Regions from separate parts of the Mus musculus genome. Here all the other regions are linked to region 1. Evidence: chromatin contacts called from public promoter capture Hi-C data. All regions are on one chromosome and are shown on one strand. The core of a region is the stretch at or near the end of the contact, and the rest is flanking DNA. Distances in the headings are between cores, read along the strand shown. Region 1 holds the start of Snx4 (sorting nexin 4). Region 2 holds the start of Cep19 (centrosomal protein 19). Region 3 holds the start of Ccdc14 (coiled-coil domain containing 14). Region 4 holds the start of Nrros (negative regulator of reactive oxygen species). Region 5 holds the start of Wdr53 (WD repeat domain 53).

Region 1 (2,700 bases), core at 26-2,525:
GCCGGCTTTAGGATCTAGTTTTCTGAGATCTCAGAAACTGGGAAAAGATCACAAGATAATGAGAACAAATCTATCCTTGTGTGATTAATAAAATAGTCTTCTGCCGGGTGGTGGTGGTGCACGCCTTTAGTCCCAGCACTCGGGAGGCAGAGGCAGGCAGATTTCTGAGTTCGAGGCCAGCCTGGTGATCTACAGAGTGAGCTCCAGGACAGCCAGGGCTACACAGAGAAACCCTGTCTCGGAAAAAAAAAAAAAAAGTCTTCTGATTTAAAAACATGTTTTCTGGGGGTTTGCCGGACCTAACTAATCCCTGGCGAACAATAAAATACCTAAATACATAAATAGTCCAGGCTCTGTAAGGAAGGAACAGGGAAAGGATAGGAGAAGGGGTCCCTGCATTAAAGAAGTCTAGAGTCTAGCTGGAGGAAGCTGGATTTAGAACAAATTATTGTAAAATAACAAGAGAAAGTGCTTTGAGCATGAATGGAACTTTGCCACCAAGCCAGGGAGAAAACTCCAGGAGGAAGAAATTGTGCTTCACAACCCGGAAAAGGATGTTTGGCAAGAATCAGTTTTGGTCCGAGACCAGGTTTTGTACAAAAATACCAACCCAAAGGTCCCATATTTAGGCTACAGTCAGTGAACATTTCTCTTCAGGTCACCACAGGGAATCTTGCCAAGGGGTAGGTTCAGGAAATTACAAGAGACTTGTAGAAAATTAAATTGCTTTAGCGTCTAAAGTTTAAACACTTACTTAACAATGGCGCTCTCCAGCCTGCTTCAGCCATCTTACCTCTCAAATCTTTAGGCGTTATCTTTTGCTGAATGCGTTACTCAACTCTCTAAAAGTTAATAATTGATGCTGCTCTGGTCTTTGCGAGGGGAAACGGAATTGTGAATGCAAGGTAAGGGCGATGGTCACAAGACAATCTCCCTTTCTTTTTAATGACACAATTACTTGAGGGGATCGCCAATCTGAGTGGCTTCTGCACTTCTTGAGTTCACTTCACTTTAGTTTCTTTATGTCTTTACCGGCTCTCCCAGATTACCAGTTTTGTAGCCAACCCTCTGTAGTCGCCCTAGCTTTCCCCTACCTCCCTCGGTCGCAGGTCTTGGCTGGTGGTCCAGCGTTCTGGGGTCTCCGCTGCCTAGGAGGAGTTTCTGTGGGCAGGGGCGGGACTACCGAGAGCGCAGGGCGGAGCTACCACAAGCAGAGGGCGGGGCGGCTGGAGTCAAGGCCCCGCGCAGGCGCACTGGACTCGCGGTGCCAAACTACAGCTATGGAGCAGGCACCTCCGGACCCCGAGAAGCTCTTGCAGCCTGGACCCCTGGAGCCGCTGGGTGGCCCTGGCGCTGTGCTGGAGGCCGCGGTCGGTGAGGAGAACGAGGGCACCCGAGAAGACGGCTCAGGGGTCGACACGGTGAGGAGAGGGGCGGCGGAGGCTTCCGGTCTGGGGCCGGGCCTAGCGGGCCGGGCCGGGCCGCCCTGGCTGGGTCTGGTGGGTGCGGTCCCGAGACCGGAGGATGACCCGATGCGGAGTGGAAATGGACTCACAGGCGCGGCGTGCCGGAGCGCCGCGTGGGCGTTGTCACGCGTGTCCGTGGTGGCGTGGCCCGCGGTGTCAGTGGGCGCGTCCCCCGGGGTCTGGCCCTGAAGAGGCTCGCTGCTGTTTCCGGCCGGCCGAGGGGGTCGCTGGGAGGCGGCTACACCCTTGGTGAGAGGCGAGTGTGCGCAGTAAGGGGGGCTTGGCCTATGGACACGTCGGGAAATAGACATCAGCGTCACGTTAAAGAGAAGGGACAGAGGAAGAAACATTTGTTGAACTCTCCATTTAGCTGTAATGTCGTTATAATGTTTCCTCCTGCAATCCCCGCCCCTCGGTGATAACTGGTGTTTCTCACCTTTTGAGTTAAGGGAGTGTCGCGTTGTCAATCTGTGAGTGCATCCATCCAAAGGGTCGTGACGGATTTGTAGACTCTGATGAACAAATGTTTAGGAAACTCATTAGCGCCCTGTATTTGAACTCCCTGACCCTCAGTTGCTCAGCCCCTGTCCAGCCATTTTGCTGTTGCCCCCTCACCCCCAGTAGGTATTCATGCTAAGGTAACCCGTACATTTTTATGATTGATGCGTCTCTAGAGAGGACTAAGTTTCGAGAGAGCTAACCAGGAACTTCTCAGCAGTTGGAGGTTTTGACTACTTAAACCATTTATGTGTGCTTATAAGTTAAAGACTTTAACTTTTTGTTTGTTTGTTTGTTTTGTGTTTTTTCGAGACAGGGTTTCTCTGTATATAGCCCTGGCTGTCCTGGAACTCACTCTGTAGACCAGGCTGGCCTCGAACTCAGAAATCTGCCCTCTCCCCTCCCAGGAGTGCTGGGATTAAAGGCGTGCACCACCACGCCCGGCTAAGACTTTGATTTTTGAGAACAGTTTTAAGGTCGCTGTAGAATTGAAAGAGAAATGGGGAGATTTTCCCGTATACTCAGTTCTCATATTCAGACTTGTGCCTTGTCCACGCTTCTTACCAGACTCGTTTATGTTATACGCGGTGAGGCCAGGTTGTCACCCAAAGTCCATAGTTTACACACTGTCACATGAACTTTTAAGTGTCCTAAAAAATCCTCTACGCTGCCTGTTCTTCTCTGTCCCTCTCCTGTTGTTCTTTCCTTTTTCTTTTCTTCATTCCTGTTGTTTTCC
Region 2 (2,700 bases), core at 4-2,503, 1.2 Mb before region 1:
CAGTTTGGTCTACATACCAAGTTCCAAGAAAGACCATTTCTCAAGTATCAAATATTAAGAAACAAACAAACCCTAAAGGTTCAGTAGCCAGGTACCCTGCTCTAAAACACTGGCAAGAAATGTGTGGGAAGAACATTAAAATAAGAGTGTGAATCACTGATAAACCTGTTACTCAGCAACATGAAGCCAGGAGAATAAGCAGTTGGGAGACGCTTGAGGGTCCTACAATATAAAAGCGAGTCAACAGTTGCTGGGGGCAAACTGCAGAGAAAAAGAGATGGGAGGGGGGAAACTAGTGTTAGGACTGAAGAGCTGTCTGGAAGTCGCTTAGTGAGCTCCAGGGTTGCAGTTTTCAGGACTCACCCATTTTATCTTTCTACTGATGCAGCTTCTTTTGAGTTATCCTTGCTTCTAGTAAGTAGCCCCTCACCCATATTTCTAATAGTAGCCCCAATTAAAAAAAAAAAATCATTGGTTTACCAAACTGGACACTGGTACAAAGGTTACCTTTCTGGAGTGAGCAGGTTGTGCGTGTGTGCGTGCGTGCGTGTGTCCCTGGGAAGTATGTCACACAACACATCACCTCACCCCTTCTCCCATACATGCTGTTTGGGCATTCTCACACTTCGCTGGATGCCGAGGGTTCACTGCCTCTCAGGCAGCACAAGGCATCTTCAGGGGAACCATAAGCACCCCAAGATACTTCGTGGCTTGCTGTACTTGTTTCGTACTTGGGTCACAGCGTGGCCAGTCCCGCCTTGGAAAGACAAAGCCCGGCTCTGAAGCCCGGGATGGGACCCCCAGCAAAGATCACAAGGAGGGAAGGGCGCACAGGGCCTTTGTTGCTAACTTCCTCCGGCCTCGGGTACCCCAGGCGCCGCGGGTGCTCCCCACCTCCGCCCCAGCTCCGCACACACTCGCTCAGCCCCCTGACCTTTACCAGCGCTGAAAGGGGCGTCGCTGAAGTCCGCGGCGAGCCTGCCGACCAGCCAGGCTGCCCAAAGGAGCAGCCAGGCCACAGCGCCGGCAGCCAGGACGCCGGAGCCCGACGCCCGAAAGGGGCGCTCGGGGCAAGCTGCGGTCACCGAAGGAATCTGAGCACGCTGAGCGCGCGCTCACCTTTCCCGATGACCCGAACAGAACTCGGCTAACACTTCCACCCTAGGATCTCCCTACAACTCCAGGTTCCGGAGAGGCCAGCCCCCTGGCCCCGCCCCTCGTCATCCCGGCCGGGGCGGGGCGAGAGGCTGCGCAAGCGCAAATTGAGAGCCTTCTGTTGCCTTGGGAACGATCCTCGGGGCGCCTAGGTGGGCCCTTGGACCGGGCGAGCTGCCTTAGGACCGCACTCCCCGCGCTCAGCCCCGCTTCCTGCCCACAACCGGATGCGTGCGGGCTGAGCCCCCTGCCTCTGAGTTCACCCCATGGTTATTCCTGTAGGCTATGGCTATCGCCGTTTCCTGCAGCGTCAGGCTCCACCTCGCCTCAAAGTCGACCTAAGCTCCTCTGTGCAGTGCAGTAGGATGGAAACCACCCCCTCACTGCTGTTCAGATGTGCACTTCCTGTACTTCTTCAAGGGTAAGTAGGGTCGCCTTGCATTGGTGAGGACATGAATCGGGACCTCAGTATTCCCTTCGGTGTTGTGGGGAACAAATCTCTAGTAGGAAAAGTATATCAGGTAAAAATACATTAGGTAAATGTAATGTCATTCCTCCCAGTGCGTTAGCTGACCTAGTGCTGGTGCTGAACGGCAGGCAGGTTATGGGGTCTCGAAAGTGGGAGGATAGTGTAATATAGCACTACAAACATGCTATTAAGAAATATGGACAAAAACAAAAAAAAAAAAAGGCCAGGTAGTGGTGGTGTATGCTTTTAATCTCAGCACCCGGGAAGTAGAGGCGGTCAGATCTCTGAGTTTGAGGCCAGCCTGGTCTACAGAGTGAATCCAGGGCAGCGAGAGCTTCACAGAAAATCCTGACTTGAAACAACAACAACAATAATAATAATAAATTAAAAGGAAAACTCTTTAGTGAAGACCTTACGTTATTATCGACTCTATTCACAAGTGTGGCCCTTTGCTTATGTTTGTAGACCATATAGTGTCTGGAAAGTTTACTGACATCACACTCTAGTGAGGTGAACTGGGAATAGTGTCTGGGCATTGGCTCAGATCAAAGGCAAAGCCCAGCAATGTGAAAGGCAGCACTTTATTATGGTTGACCTCATAGGAGTAAAAATCTCACATCTGTCAGTAGGGTGAGAATACAGACTGTGATCCTATATGATAAATCTACCTAGCAACCATAAAATTTGCATTTAATACAGGAAACCGTATGTATGAGATAAAACTAAACTGTAGTCTATATATGTATTTATATTTATGCATATATGTATGTGACATACATATAGCTAGAAAAAAGAATAGAAGTTAGATGAACATTTCATTTTCTCTTTCTCTCACTTTTATTCCTATTTTTCTTTTTTTTTTAAGATTTATTTATTTATTATATGTAAGTACACTGTAGCTGTCTTCAGACACACCAGAAGAGGGCGTCAGATCTCATTACGGATGGTTGTGAGCCACCATGTGGTTGCTGGGATTTGAACTCAGGACCTTCAGAAGAGCAGTTGGTGCTCTTAATCACTGAGCCATCCCGCCAGCCCTAAGCAATTCTTGTAATTAAGTGTACTTTGCCACTGAG
Region 3 (2,700 bases), core at 155-2,654, 1.4 Mb after region 1:
AAGATTTTACTTGTGGAATATGTATATGTGTATATATATGCATATAATTTTATTTATATAATGTATATATTTTTATTTTATTTATTTTTAAATTCTTACATGTATAGATGTTTTCCTTGTGTGTATGTCTGTGTACTACATGCTGGGGACCAGAGGCCAGAAAAGCGCACTGGATTCCCTGGAACTGAAGTTGTAGACAGCTGTGAGCTGATGCTAGGAATTGAACTCAGATCCTCTGCAGTTGTATCTAGTGCTCTTAACTTATGTGCTACCTATTCAGCTACATTTTAACTAATTTTTTTAAAAAGAATTATTTATTTATTTTATATATGTGAGTACACTGTAGCTGTTCAGACACACCAGAAGAGGGCATCAGATCCTATTACAGATGGTTGTGAGCCATCATGTGATTGCAGGGAATTGAACTCAGAATGTCTGGAAGAGCAGTCAGTGCTCTTAACCACTAAGCCATCTCTCCAGCCCCATTTAAATTCATTTTTTAAAAAAGGTTTATTTAAGTAGGGTGTGATAGCATACACCTTTAGCACCAGCATTAGGTAGGCAAAAACAGGAGGGTCTTTGTGAATTTCAGACCAGTATGGTCTACATTGTAAGTTTCAGGCCAAGCAAAATTATGCGCGCGCGCGTGTGTATACATATATATCCTTCTTTAAAATGTCGTATGCATATGTGAGTACCACTTGTACAACTGGTGCCTGAGGAGGCAGAAGAGAGTACTAGATCTTCTGAAATTGGAGTCACATGGTTGTGACCCACTACCTGTGGGTATCCAACCTGAGTTCTTTGCAAGGGCAAGAGTTGCTCTTATCCACTAAGTCTCTACAGGTCCCAGGGTTTTAAAATCAACACAACCCTTTTTTTTTTTTTTTTTTTTTTTAACAAAGGTAGCCATCTTACCATAGAAAGAAGAGTCAACCGGGTTAATTTCTCTCCAACTTGATTTAAAACAATCCCAAATATAGTGTCTCAAACACCATTCTCTATTTAGTGCAGCTATCAGTGGTAAAAAATACTGCCATCCTTTATCAACAGCAATTATCTCGATAGAAAAAGTAGACAGCCAAACCATTGAACACTGTTCAGGTTAGATTTCTATTGACTCTCAAGAACAAATACACTTAAAACAGTACACAAAGCTTCTGAAATCCAGCGGTAGTCCTTTACCCAATGGGCTAGCAGGCCCTGGTTCCCACTTCAACCAGTTTGAAGAATGCTGCAAAGCCAACGAGTTCCTCGCCCCGCCCCTCCCGCAAGGCCCCGCCCACATCAGGCCCCGCCCCCGCGTCCGCCCCGCCCCCCGGGCCGTCTGTTGGCCTCTCCCACTCTCCGCCTGGGCGTGGCAAGCTGGAGCACGCGGAGTCTGTTGCGCACGCCCAGGGCTCCAGGTTCCGACCCGAAGGAAAACCTTTTAGCGCCAAGGAGGCTATGAGTCCCGGCGGTCCGCGGCCTTCTTCCCGGAAGCGGAAGCTCAGGGGGCGGGACAAGGGAGGTCCGGACATCTCGGCGGTTAATTCTTTTTTTCTCAAGTATTCGTTTCCCTACGCCTGGGCTCTTCTGAGGCTGAGAGAAATGGTCAGGTCCGGATCTCGACCGGGCCAGGTGAGGGCTGCGGACCTGATGAGTCCACTGTGGGGTGGCGAGAGGCGAGGGGGATTTAGGAAGGTGCTAGAAAAAAAATAGTAACTGCGGCGCGCCCGAAGTGGTGAGGACGTCCCTAGATGAATGCTTTATTCAGGGCGGCCGTGCCAGTCTTCCAGAGCGCAGTTTGGTGTCAGACCCCGGGTTCGAAGCCCAGCCTTTATCACCAGTGCAGTGACCTCCTTCCCGCTCTGTGCTTTGCAGTTGTTTCCAATATTACGTAGTTATCCAGCAATTGTGCCTCTACAAAGCCAGTAATTTGCCCGACTTGGTCATTTGTCCGACTGCCTAATAACATCTCTATCAGAGAAGTTCTTAGGATCTTAGCTTGAGTTAATCCTCTCCCCGGATTCAGCTTCTCGGTGCTTCTCTTAACTGATCTTCTGTCTCTGTTGTTGGAGTCTCCCAGTAAGTGGCTGTACCCGCCCTCCGTTCTCAAACGCGTGACTCTTGATGTTCTCTAGTAACTGCTCCAAGTACGACAGGGAAACCCATTTTCAAGATACACATTTGGCTTGGAACAGAGCCATTTTGGATCCTTTGCAGTTCCCGCCCCATCCAATCAGGTCCAATAGAGCTAAACTAGTTTTAGCCCTGCTGTGCCCTGGGCGTTCTGACCTTTCGTGCTCCCACGTCTTTTCAAATTATGGTGGGCCTGTTAATTCTATTTTCCTTCTAGCCCTCATGTCAAGAACCGTCTCTAGAATATTTTTCCAACACCATCACATCTCCGCTAGTTGGGCGTGCTTCAGGCCACCTTCCGCATCTTGCAATCTTCCACAAATCACTTCATGTTGGACCTGGTGCTAGTCTACTACTAGAATATTTCATCTCTGTCTTGGAGATTTAGAAAGCACTTGGCATATAGTAGACTTGGGGTTTTACTTTGTTTCCCACCATTTAACAACATACCTATAATGTTGTCTTTCTTGCTAATGTATATTTTGCACTCCCCCCTCCCCCCCAAAAAAAAAACCCTGTCTTGAGACTTCCTTTTTTGAATGGTTGCATGTTGTCAATATGTCTAGGGAAATATGCTGT
Region 4 (2,769 bases), core at 118-2,617, 1.1 Mb before region 1:
AGTGTGTACCATTGTCCAGAGTTCTCTCGAAGGACCAGTCAAATGAAGGCACCTTCTCTTGTGAGGCTGTTTGGTTTTGATTTTAACCTAAGTGTTGAGGTTTTTTGTTTTGTTTTGTTTTTTGTTTTTCTGGGCCCATGAGTCTATAACCCCCTCTAGGAACTCTGGGGCTCACATATAAAGCTCATAGGGGGTGTCCCCAGGCCTCAAACACCGTGAAAACTGTCCGTACCTCACGGTCAGTAGCAGAGAGAGACACTGGAAAGCCTTCCTTAGTCTGCTCCGATCCTAGTTACAGTGGGGCACGTGGTCATCGCCGCAGCGCAATGGTGAGCTAGCAACTGCAGGGAGAGCAGTGCTTTTCCCTGCCCAGCTCCTGAGTGCGAGCGAGCCTGTGGGTAGGTCCATGGATGTGTGTCTGTGCCTGCAGAGGCCGAGAGGACCACAGCAGAGCACTGAGCAGGAGTCAGGAGAGCCTGGCTCTAATCTCTCTCTCTGACACTTGGGTAGCTGTGGACCAAATAATACCCCAGCACAAGTTACCCAGGACAAAGGCTCTAGGAGAAGGGCTTTTGCTGTCTTCTGGATGTACACACACAGCTGACCCTGGGAAGATCCCGGTTAAGTAAGTGCGACTGTGGATGGATTTCCGTGTCTTTGCCTGTGTAATGGTGGGTCTCAATTTATGTTGATGGGCAAAGGAGTCGATGCAAACACCCGTATGCTGAGTGTTCACAGCGTCCTCTCATGACGTCCGGTCACTCAGACTAGGCAAGGAGCACTGACCACTGTGTAGATGAGGAAAAAAAAGGAGGCTCCGAAAAGTTCCCTAACCTGTTCACACTCTCCCTGAAAGAGCCAGGAATCAAACCATAGCTGGTTGTAAAGCCCTACGTGCCTCTCCCACATCACACACCTCCTCTCTCAGCTGTAAGAGTTCCTGAGACTTCCACCTACACCAAAGGTGTAGCCCCCCCCCCAAATCCAGCCCAGAGGCGGAGAGACTGGATACCACAACTTCACAATGAGCCTGAGCGCGGCGTGCGTGGGGTGGGGGAGCTGATGCCTAACCTCCCACCACCCAACCCGGTCCCAGCTCGCCCACCTCTTGTAGCCCGGCAATGCTCAACGAACCCACGCAAGAAATACTCACTGCTCCCGCAGGCCCAGGCGGCTCCGCGGGGCGCATCGTCTCCAGGGCCCCAGCCTCCTGGACAGCACTTGCCGCTGCTGCGCTGCCTACTCGCTCTGGGGCATCAGATTATTTTAGCACTTGCGGAAGGAACCAACGGAAACTGAAGTCACATGGAGAGCTCGCCTCTCAGCGACTCAGCACTCAGCCCGCGTCTTAGAAGGAACTGCCACCGCGGGGGGTGGGGTGGGGGTGGGGTTGGACGAGGATGCAGGTAGCACATGGCCCCTCACCAGCAGGGCTGTCACTCTACAGGTGCAGCCTGCCAAGCTCTGTTAGGTCGTCGCTAAGCATGCTCTTGTGGCTCCTGCTTTGATGGCACATGGGAACTAGGAGTCCTGGCTTGTGGTCTGCTGTTCCAGGAACTCTTCTACAGGCTTCTATCCAAGGGCCAGCTTGGGGCAGAATTCAGTGAAGGGCAACACAAATTTGTTTAATTGGAAAGGGGGACGAGTCCGCCATTTAGAAGGGTCATCCATCCAGTCGTCTGTTTTCATCTACTCAGTCAGTCCTTAACTAATCATCTTTTCTGGGCACCGTACTTCTTAAAAATTAAGAAAATAAATAAAGGGAAAAGGAAGTCGGCAATGGCAGCACGCACCTGTGATCCCAACCCTGGAGAGGTTGAAGCAGGAGGATCAGAGTACAAGGTCATCCCAGCCCAAAGAGCAGGTTTGGGGTTGCCCTGGGATTCGTGTGACCTGTCACACACACACAAAATAAACAAGAAGGACAAATGGAAGAAAAAGAAAGGTTTTTGTCTACTGGTTTTTAACTGACCCCGCGTTGCAGATAGTACCATAAACTTCTTGGCTCTATTGAGTACGGGTGTTCAACAGCGTTGTTTTGATAATGCTGTGTAGAAAGTTCACTGTCAACTGTGGCAGCATGCCTAGCTAGCGTCTGCACGGATCCAGACCTGACCTAGTCCCAGCTCTAAGATGGAGAAAAAGACATGAGCTCCCAGCCCCAACCATCCACAAAGGAAAAATCATCTCTCAAGGGAGTCTCACTGAGTATACAAACCACACCAAAGGGCGGCTCCATGCCCTGCAGCAGGAAGCAACGGGGATGAGGGCTGGGGGGGGGGGGTTCGTTCAAAAAACTATGTAAATTAATTATACAGCCTTTAAATTTTTTTTGAGATTAAAATATAATTTCTCCCTCCCCCTTCTCCCTCTAACATTCCTATATATCCCACCCTGTTCTCTTCCAAATTCATGGCCTCTTCCACTTTAACTGTTTTACATATATATGTAAACACACACACACACACATTTATTCACTTGTAAAGGTAACAATGATGGCACCATTGAAGAAGAAAACAAGTGTAGAGAAAATTGTGTCACACTAAGGTTTCTGACTCAAACTTTTTCCTTTGTGTCTACCAGTGTGTGGCTAACTCTTATCTCTAGCACCAAGCTTCTTTTCCAAGAAAGGGCTTGTATTCATATTTAAAACATTTATTTATTTATTTATTTATTTATTTATTTGAGACAGGCTCTTTCTACATAGCCTTGGCTGTTTGGGAATTCAGTATATAGATGAGGCTGGCCTCAAATTCATAAAGATCCACC
Region 5 (2,714 bases), core at 139-2,638, 1.0 Mb before region 1:
AACAGGAATCAACATATTAGATGCCAGAAGAGCCATCACCTGAGTAGAACTATGAAAAAGTTATCAATCACAGCAGGACAAGGCAGTGTGATGAGTTATATGGTGCCAATGAGAGGAAGTAATAGTAAAGTCTCTTTCTTACAAGTTAATTAGCAGGATGCCTAGTCTTATCATCACTTGGAATCGTGAAATATTGTGGCCCTAAGAGAACGTGGGTGAAAATAATGTTCTTGTTAATCAGAGCTAGGAAAAGGGGTAGTGAACGCAAAAGATCCCAGCAACTAGACCTATTTTAAAGCGACATCGACGAACTAATGCCTTAAGTCTACTTGGAGGCCAGAAAAAATACATGCTCATGAGTATCGGCTGGTGATCTGTCTTTAAGAGCAAAGACTGTCGAAAGTAGAAAGACTGCTGAAAATGAATGATGGGAAACCACCTAGTATTTTAAAAAGTGAGGTGGATTACGAAGCAGAACTTCAATCCAAAGAAAAGATCGTTATGGAGAGGAGGGGTGAGAGTGGTCCTGACTGGCTGAAGCCGTGGGAAGGCGGGATGCTGAGGTGAAACCTCTGACTCAAGCTTTGAAGATAAACCCCGAGAGCGGCGGGCGGGAGAGGAGCCGAGCTTCGACGTGGCCCCGGGATTCCCTCACCTTGGCCTTGTAGCTGGGCAGGTTGCAGAGGATGTCCGTGCGCAGAGCCTCTTCTGCTAGGCTGCGGGCGCACAGGCTCCGCCACACCTCGCTGTTCTCGTCGCCGTGGAGGCAGCGGTACCAGTGCTTGCAAACCAGGGCGCAGCTCCGCAGCTCGGACAGCTCCAGGTAGGAGAACACCAACTCCAGCACCCGGCTGGGCAACCGGCCGCCGACCCCGGAGGACCCCGAGCCCGCGCTGGCGCCGCCGCCGGCACCGGCGCCGCCACCACTAGCGCCGCCCGAGGCTGCCCCAGCCCCCGGGCCCGGCGCCGCCATCGCCTCACCAGCCGGCCCGAGGGCCGCCGCCGCCGCCGCTTCGCCCCGTCTCGGCGCGGGAGGCCAAGCCTCGCCTACAGCCGCGAGCGGCTCGCTCACCGCCCCTTTCAGCGCCAGCCGCTCGCGCCTCCACCGCTCCCGCCCCTGCCCCGGGGCGTCCGCTGCGCGCCCCGCCTCACTGAGGGCAGATGGCGCGAGCCGCTCGGGTTCCCGCCCCTCGGAGCCGCTCAGCGCGGGCGCCGGAACCGCCCGCCTCGCCCGGCCTGCCCGCGACGCGCCCCGGGATCCGCCATGCGAGTTGAGGGCAAGAAGCAAGGGCGCACGCCCAGCTCGCCCGCCGCGCCTCTCTGCCCGGAAGTGACTGTTCGGCAGAGGCGCCTCGCTCCCTAAAGCTTGATGGGATTGGATGCTGCGTGTGAGGTCATCGCTCGGCGCCACCGGGAACGGGAAGCCCAGGTATGAGGCTGTTGGCCAGCGGGGTTCGGATCTGTTCGCAAGTGCTTTTTTTCTGTTTTTCCTCTAATGGCCTTGACTCGGCTCTCCTTGGCCTCTCTTCCTACGGAGTTTCCCGTCTCACTTGGTTTCTGCTCCCTCTCTAACTTTGTTCACGACACTTCCCTTTTTTGCTAGCCAATTCTTAGATCCTTCACCTTCAGGTCGCTTGGATCAATTTCCTTTCCCTTTGCGCAGTTGAGGACCTCTTGTCGTGGTCAGGTTAGATCCATTTTATTATATTTTATTTTTTTTTACCTTGAGAAATTGACATCTTCTTTTCCTGGCTAGCGCCGTAGGGGACTCACCAGAACCCATTCTCAAAGTAAGGTGGCTAAACCTGAGCAACCCTCGTAAATACGCAGGTTTTATTATATTTGAGATTAAATAAACAAGTGTAGGTAATCTCAAAGTGTCATTTGAATACTAAGTGTCACAATCTTTTTGGACAAAATATAGTGTGTTCAGTAAAAAGTAGTAGTAAAAAGATTAAGAAAAACGTGTTGTTGTTGGGTTTTTTTGTTTTGTTTTGTTTGGTAATTTGTTAATCCCTAGAATGAGGTAAGGTGGAAACATAAAGATGATTTCCTGGGAGGAAAAGAACCTAGCATTATTTAGTTATGCTATTTTAAAGAGCATTTAGAAAAAGAATAATAGAGACTGGAGTGATGGCTGAGCAGTTAAGAGCACTTTCTGCTCTTGTAGAGGACCTAGGTTCGTTCCTAGCACCCATATGGGTGCTCAAGGCTTAACCTGAGTTGTAGCTTAAGTTCAAGGGGAGCCAAACCCTCTTCTGGCTTCGGGAATGACTGAGCTGTACACACATACATGCTATACACATAAAATAAAGTAAAAGAACTACAGTGTGAGCCAGGCATAGATGAGATCTTTTAATCTGACTTTTTTTTATATATAATTCTCAACGCAGCTCTATGAAGTGATTATTATAATAATAGGGCTCACAGACTCAGGCATCAAGTCCAGTGTCATGCAATTTTTATGTAGTAAACCTTGCCTGAGATCCACCTATGTGTAATTAACTTCCTGGTTTTTAGTAAAAACAAATGAACAGCAGCTGCTTCCCTACCCTGGTATAATTACATGCTTATGATTTGCTAATCCCTTCCTCAAGATGTCTTGCACCAAGTAACCCAAATTCTTGTCTGTTGTGGTCATGCTAATGCCACAGTCTTCTGGTTGTTTTGGTTGTCACTTAGTTTCTCCACATCAGGACTAACTTTAGTCCAAA

Evidence for each region. Promoter capture Hi-C pulls out the DNA fragments that hold promoters and counts their contacts.
Region 2: a promoter capture Hi-C map of liver shows a contact between it and region 1, with 5 times the contacts expected there. The contact joins the promoter of Cep19 here to the promoter of Snx4 in region 1. A contact is called at or near these places in 2 of 39 promoter capture datasets (hippocampal neurons and liver).
Region 3: a promoter capture Hi-C map of embryonic stem cells shows a contact between it and region 1, with 3 times the contacts expected there. The contact joins the promoter of Ccdc14 here to the promoter of Snx4 in region 1. A contact is called at or near these places in 3 of 39 promoter capture datasets (embryonic stem cells, liver and pre-B cells) and 1 of 484 Hi-C or Micro-C datasets (B cells).
Region 4: a contact with region 1 is called in a promoter capture Hi-C map of liver, with 4 times the contacts expected there. The contact joins the promoter of Nrros here to the promoter of Snx4 in region 1. A contact is called at or near these places in 3 of 39 promoter capture datasets (hippocampal neurons and liver).
Region 5: a promoter capture Hi-C map of pre-B cells shows a contact between it and region 1, with 2.2 times the contacts expected there. The contact joins the promoter of Wdr53 here to the promoter of Snx4 in region 1. A contact is called at or near these places in 2 of 39 promoter capture datasets (the 3T3-L1 cell line and pre-B cells).

What each region holds. Positions count from the first base shown.
Region 1 is chr16:33,250,181-33,252,880 of GRCm38.p6, forward strand. Snx4 (sorting nexin 4) reads left to right here and starts at 1,276. Exons shown (of 14, transcript NM_080557.2): 1 at 1,276-1,421. The coding sequence starts at 1,281.
Region 2 is chr16:32,098,536-32,101,235 of GRCm38.p6, forward strand. It overlaps Cep19 (centrosomal protein 19), which reads left to right and starts at 1,254. Exons shown (of 4, transcript NM_025892.3): 1 at 1,254-1,576. It overlaps Pigx (phosphatidylinositol glycan anchor biosynthesis, class X), which reads right to left and starts at 1,192. Exons shown (of 6, transcript NM_024464.3): 1 at 935-1,192. The coding sequence starts at 1,034.
Region 3 is chr16:34,689,212-34,691,911 of GRCm38.p6, forward strand. Ccdc14 (coiled-coil domain containing 14) reads left to right here and starts at 1,405. Exons shown (of 13, transcript NM_172824.3): 1 at 1,405-1,620. The coding sequence starts at 1,447. Gm35150 (a long non-coding RNA gene) reads right to left here and starts at 1,495. Exons shown (of 4, transcript XR_876043.1): 1 at 1,427-1,495.
Region 4 is chr16:32,164,227-32,166,995 of GRCm38.p6, forward strand. It overlaps Nrros (negative regulator of reactive oxygen species), which reads right to left and starts at 1,368. Exons shown (of 3, transcript NM_001347181.1): 1 at 1,154-1,368.
Region 5 is chr16:32,245,839-32,248,552 of GRCm38.p6, forward strand. It overlaps Wdr53 (WD repeat domain 53), which reads left to right and starts at 1,389. Exons shown (of 3, transcript NM_001185162.1): 1 at 1,389-1,429. It overlaps Fbxo45 (F-box protein 45), which reads right to left and starts at 1,187. Exons shown (of 3, transcript NM_173439.2): 1 at 656-1,187. The coding sequence starts at 973.